2 separate regions of the Zea mays genome follow, and region 2 is linked to region 1. A link is a contact called in public Hi-C data. All regions are on one chromosome and are shown on one strand. The core of a region is the stretch at or near the end of the contact, and the rest is flanking DNA. Distances in the headings are between cores, read along the strand shown. Region 1 has its middle 51 kb from the start of LOC100278967. Region 2 has its middle 46 kb from the start of LOC103644829.

Region 1 (3,117 bases), core at 505-3,004:
TCGTAGCAAAATCAACCCAAGGTCCTCCCTACACTGACCACTCCTCTACTGCCCTTGCCCCTTTCGGGTAAGGTAGTCCTCCACTAGCTTTCATAATTAGTCAGCCAAGGGCGTCCCATACCACCCTTGTGGTAGCATTGTTTTCGCGGGTGGTTCTCCATGTTACAATTAACATAATGATCTTATCATGAACAATAAATAACAAACTGATAATAAATGTATGATCATGAATATTGTGTATCTCCATACCCAAAACCACATAAAGCAATAGCGTGTACTACCCAAAAATTCAGTGGTAAACAAGGTATAAAGATAGTCAAACTAGGGTAACCTATTGGGTCCCATCAAAATTAACCTATGCAGATCATTATGATTAATAAGAACATGATTGGGTAAAAGGAAGTGATCAAGGGCACAACTTGCCTGGGACTTGAGATTCCAGGTACCAGGATGAGCTTTAGATGACTCGCAACCTCGCTGCTCGTCGTAGCAATACAGACAAACAGTGTATAGGCAAAATTAACATCACACCAAACATAAGAACAAACTACATAAGAATATTCTACACGTCTTAACGAGACCCTAGGTTTGAGAACCACTAAATTCGGAGTTACGGTTATCGAGTTACGATTTTCCGAAAATATTAAATGTCTGGTATAGAATAAATCAAGTGGATAATTTTGATATAGGTTTCATGACTAAACAGAGTTACTAGATGATAGACAACATTGAAACAAAATTAATGCAACTGAAACGGATTAAAAAGGAGTTACAATGGAATTTCTATGAATTAAATAAGTTCTAGATATATTTTTATGCACAAAAACCATTTTCTATATCATTTCCATTAATTTCCTAAGCTTCTAAACTGTGCACACAATAACCAGGGAGTTTGGGGGTCAATTTGTAAATTTAGGGTACAACTGCAATTACTATGTGCTTTCCGTGGACGGCGGGTTAATTTTGTAAAACCCCAGGGTCTCTTTAGCATAATAGGCGACCGAAGGGGGGTACGAAGCTGGCTGGACCATCCGATCTACCACAACGGCCCAGAATTAAAACACCTAGATCTAATCTCGGGCGTTCATGAGAGATCTACGGTTCATATTAAAGTTCCCCCACCAGTTCATGGATTTACTCCTAAACGACCATCTAACATCCAACGGTCCAGGGCGGATGAACGAAGTGGTATACCTGCGCCTAATCCGAGTCATACGACTTTGATCCAACGGCTCCAGTGCTTCTTCCTCCTACCGGCCAGACCCGACGGCGCCCGAGCCCACGGCAGCGGCGCCATGGATGGCAAGGCCCCATGGAGTCTCCGATTTCCCAGGCTCAACGTCTACTAAAGCTACCCCACGCGAAGGACAAAACAAATACATCTAGGGACACATTACCTGATTTTAAGGCACCCACCATCCTCGCCCACGCACTCGACAGTACCGCGGCGCAACAACATGCCCTCCCTGAGCTTCGTTCTTCAACTCCTCATCTAATTCCATGAACTAGGGCAACCGGGGAGGAGTATATATAAGGCAGGGTGCCGAGCGCAGGGGCAGAATAGGGCTCGGCCCAGGTTGTTGGGCATGCCCGATGCGCGCGCGAGTCTGTTACGAAGTTCCTTGTCGTGGAATCGCCGCGAGCGTGGTGAGGAAGACCGACCCGACAACTAGGCCCCACGTCACAGTGGTACACACGCGCGCGCAGCCGTGGAGAGACCGGCATGTGGGCCCGCACGCAAGTGGCTCTGTATGAGAAAAGGGAAGGGAAAGAGAAATGACAGGTAGGGCCCACCTGGCACAGGCAGTAATTCCATAGGTGCACAGGTGACGCGTTGGGCTGGCGGGTGAGGTAGAATTGGGCCGGAAGCATGAAATTCGGCCCAAAGCGCCAGGAGTTCATTTTTCTTTTATTCCTTTTCAGATTTCATTTTCTATTTTTATTTTCCATTCCAAATTCAAATTTGTAATTCAAACTTAGGGTCAAAGTTATCATGCACAATCAAAATATCCAGCATGATGCAAAGTTTTCTTTTGCTTCTTTATTTATTACTTACTTTAATAAATGCCTCTAAGTATAGCATTGATGAAAGGAGTATTCACTCAAATAAATATGCAAACCTCCTATTATTTATTTTTATGAGTTTCAAATTATGTTTAAAATTTTAAATATCCAGTTTTGATTTGAGTCATCTAAATTTAATACTATCCTTATGTATCAATACTCATTTAAATAAATGCTTATAATGTTTAATTTTTTAACGAAATGAATAATTATTTAGTTGGATAGAAAACCTTTCTTTATTCATTCTTTGTTTCGCAATTTCAGTCCTCAAAATCCAAATCTGAAGTATAAATTAGAGATATCTCACTTTACTATTTTATTTATTTATTTATTTATTAATTATTATTATTATTATTATTATTCCCTTATACAAATTTTGGGCTTTACATCCATCCCCACTCGCTCAGGCTTCTCGTCACCCCTCTCCATCGCTGGGACGTGTCGGTAGTGGACCTGGAGCCGCTGACACGGCCTGCAGCTACGAAGGAGAGAGGTAAGAGGAAGATCTGTTGTCGTTGTCTGTTCTCCGATTGTTGTTGCCTATTCTCTAATATTTTCTCCACCCGGCGAGCGGCAAGCCACACACGTCAGTGTTGGAGCCTAAACTAAGTCACATCCCAGTCACCCAGAGGCACGTGGGCATGAGCCATGAGCGGAGGTGCTCCTCTTCCCTCGGCCGACCCCTTTGCACACTTTGCAATTCTTGCTAAACTAGAGCCACGCTGTTTGGACCACTATAGATATTTTCTAAGCTTCCATTATTTCGACATAGTTTGGGTCAAATGCTAAAAGATTATATCTGATTAGGGTCTTTTAATTTTAAGATTTATTGTAAGTCGTGTTCGTCAAATATTTTGAAATGGGAAAGCAGTTCTGTTCAATAATATTTATCTTAGCAGTTCAGTTTTTATATGGCTTTCTTTCATGCTACTGGCTACATATGTACCCTACACTTGCAGACTTGAGGTGGTCTACTTGCAGACTTGCAGTTTTTTGTTCTTAAATCAATTTATCTGTTTGCTGTGTTGTTACATGTCTTTTGAGAACATGCAT
Region 2 (3,122 bases), core at 619-3,118, 460 kb before region 1:
TGTGCGTCAATTGATATTCACCTTCTGCAAGCATGGTATTTAAATTCTGGTCCACATTTATGATGTTTCTTTGTTTTAGTAATATTTGATTGCTAGAACAAGAAAACATCTTGCTTGTGTTTTAATACACTCTATGAGCCATGTCAAGTAGAAATCAAAGGAGGAGTGGCATGCACAAGCAAAAGAAGAATTGCCTTGAGATTGGACTGTATTTTATTCAGGTAAAAAGGCAAAGGTATGGAACTATGTACTTCATTTGGTATTTTATATATGTAGTTCTGTAACACCTCAAAATTCTATTTTTGATATTTAGAAAAAAAAATCCATAGAATTTGAATAAAAGTATAATAATTTTCTTATCTTTCAAATCACATCTCTTAGAATAAATATGTTTTCTACTAAAGACTAGAATTTGATTTGAAACCTAATTATATAAATATAAATGTATCTCAAACTAACTAATTGATAAGTCTATTCTTTTAGGATATAAATTATATTCTAAAAGGGGGTAAAGCATTTTATATTGAGGAAAATACATAATGAGTACTAAAATTTTTTATGAACTATTGAAGCAAATATCGCATGTGTGTGTGCATTACATATTTAAAATATTTGCCTAAATTGATAAGAATAACTAATACTATAAATATGTTTAGTCACATGCTGGATTTCTTTGTTTGTTGTATCTACAGTTGAATTGGTAACTCATTTAAATTTAAAATATTTAAAACTAATAGAAAACAAAAAAACGAATAAGGAAAAATATAAGTACCTGCGCTCTTCGGCCCAAACCGCCCAGCCAGCCCATCTTCTCCCTTTCCCCTCACCGCTCGGCCCAGCCTTCCCCTCTGTGCACTGACAGGAGGACCCCACTGGTCAGCTTTATCATTCATGCGCCAGCACTGACTTGTGGTCTCGCGTTGTCAGCCAGTCGTCTCACAGATCTTCGCCTACGTGTGCCCAGGCAGATGACCGGCGAGTCCCACAGCGCGGCGGACTTTATTTGGACACTAGCGCATGGCACCGCTTCATCCGAACTGTCCTCTTCCTTCCATAACAAATTCGACGGAAACAAGGGATTCAGTTGAAGTCGCACAGGATCATCAGCTGCTCCTCCATGGCAAAATTTGTGGGCTCCAGAGCATAAAAACCATCGCCCGCACCCACACCCACACCCTGGAACCATTCAACGCGCCACCCATGAACCAAGTGTCGATTAGAGGAACCAAGGGACGAAAGCTATGAGAGCTGCCATTAGCGTCGGGGAAGAATGGGTGCCGCCAACGTGGTCTTGCACCCCGAGGCGTTGTTCAAAAGCCAAATGGAGGTCCGGGAGCATCGTCGGGCTTCACGGAGTCTATTCCGTGGTCAACTGAGCTCGGGGCATGACCAAGGCACAGCGAATTGTTCGCCGTAGCTGTGGTGTCTCCATACCCCTGTGGGCTACACTCTCAGGCGCCTCCACCGCCAGTAAGAATCTCCTTGTAGTTATCACCTTGTTCTGTGCATAGTGTAGCGACACTCAGATCGGTTTTGGGTCGCGAGACTGCCGGATTGCTGCGCTCCAGTGATCCCTGCGCCATGGCTGGCGAATGCCGCCGTTGGCTGGCTGTGGGAGAGGGAGGGAGTAAGGCACGTTGTGTGTTGGTTGGATGGAAGTCGTGGCTGTTGGATCATGTACCAACGTATGAGGTTAGGAGATCGCATATCGATTTGTAGGTCGGGTCTGGATCGTTGATTCAGAATCTGACAGGTAGAACTTGATTAAACCTAATAAAATCGTGAGCGTTCGATGGGATCTATCGGAGGACATGTGTACCTGTTCGGTTATGTTTTGAGATCTAATCTGGTCCGTAGATTCTAGATCGGACGACGGAGAAAAAAACGTACCCCTTCGCTATGGTCATTTGTCTAAAGAGACCCTGTACAATTTGTAAATAAACCCGTAGTCCAGCAAAGGTATAAGATCATTATGGTTAGGTCCAGACTTTCACAAAATGTCCCCTGCGTTTTAGGGAATAAGTATCTGCAGTATAAAATCATATAGAATCAGTTATTTAAATACGAAATTGAGTTTTTAGCACAAAAACAATTCGATAATCTTATAAAATTCATAACTTAATTGTTTCAACTCAGATCCTAGTAGTTCTTGAACCTACGGTTACGTAGCGACGCGTAGAATATTTTTACGTGGTTTGTTCTTATGCTTTGTTGTAATGTTATGTAACTGTATTCATCATTTGCTTGTTTGTATGTATTTCTACAAGTAGAGGCAAGGCGACGAGGAATCTGATGCCCATCTTTTGAGGCAACATCTGGACAACAAGGTTATCACAGGTATAACGCAAGTTGTGTCCTTGATCATATTTTTTTACCTAATAATGTTCATGAAAATCACCGTGACAAGCTTAAGTTAACATGATAGGACCTAATAGGTTACCTAGCTTTGTTTACACCACACCTTGCATACAAATGAATTATTGGGTAGTTTTTCTATTGCTTTTCGGTCATTAGCGGCTCAGACCCTCACATGAGTAAGTTATAAAATTAAACTTTACATGTCATGCGTTGCATTGTGGGATTTATTATTCATTATGATCAATTATTTAATTGGGTTGGTATCTACTTACGCTTAGTAATTGCTAATAAAATTTTGACCAACTTATTTAAAAGCAATGCTCAACCTTAACCATTTTCCTCGGTAAGCCTTACACTACACATGACCCCACCATAACGAGCTCATCCATATTATTCTCCACATTTACCGAGCGATGAACGTATGTGAGCTCACACTTGCTATAATCACATCGTGTGAAAAACAGGTACCACCTGAAGTGCATGAAGGATGTAATAATGAGTTCGGAGAGGTCTAGGCTGTCGTCTCTCAGTCAACTATAGTTGCGTAGGATCGTTGTCGTCCTAAGTTGTATTTTACTTAGCTATTTTGTACGGAATTTTATTATATAATTGTGACAGAACCTCCCAATGTATTATGCCCACCCACAGATGTCCTTGTCCTAAGGACCTCAGATAGTCATGCAGGTGCGCATAATGACTCGACAAGTTCGGTTATCTGTATATTCATCATATCGCCCAAGAGCGCTTAACCCATCACGCAGACA

The links. Hi-C and Micro-C count contacts between places; a contact is called where the count stands out from the background.
Region 2: a contact with region 1 is called in a Hi-C map of leaf mesophyll, with 3 times the contacts expected there. The contact joins two enhancer-like sites. A contact is called at or near these places in 2 of 25 Hi-C or Micro-C datasets (endosperm and leaf mesophyll).

The regions. Positions count from the first base shown.
Region 1 is chr1:104,066,183-104,069,299 of Zm-B73-REFERENCE-NAM-5.0, reverse strand. No RefSeq gene overlaps it. Among protein-coding and RNA genes, the nearest start is that of LOC100278967, 51 kb to the left of the region's middle. Within about 2 kb of position 1,754, at least 19 of the 20 cell types and tissues checked have an H3K27ac peak or open chromatin away from gene starts, as enhancers often do. A contact at or near this core is called in leaf mesophyll, where this site is marked.
Region 2 is chr1:104,527,692-104,530,813 of Zm-B73-REFERENCE-NAM-5.0, reverse strand. No RefSeq gene overlaps it. Among protein-coding and RNA genes, the nearest start is that of LOC103644829, 46 kb to the left of the region's middle. Within about 2 kb of position 1,868, at least 17 of the 20 cell types and tissues checked have an H3K27ac peak or open chromatin away from gene starts, as enhancers often do. A contact at or near this core is called in leaf mesophyll, where this site is marked.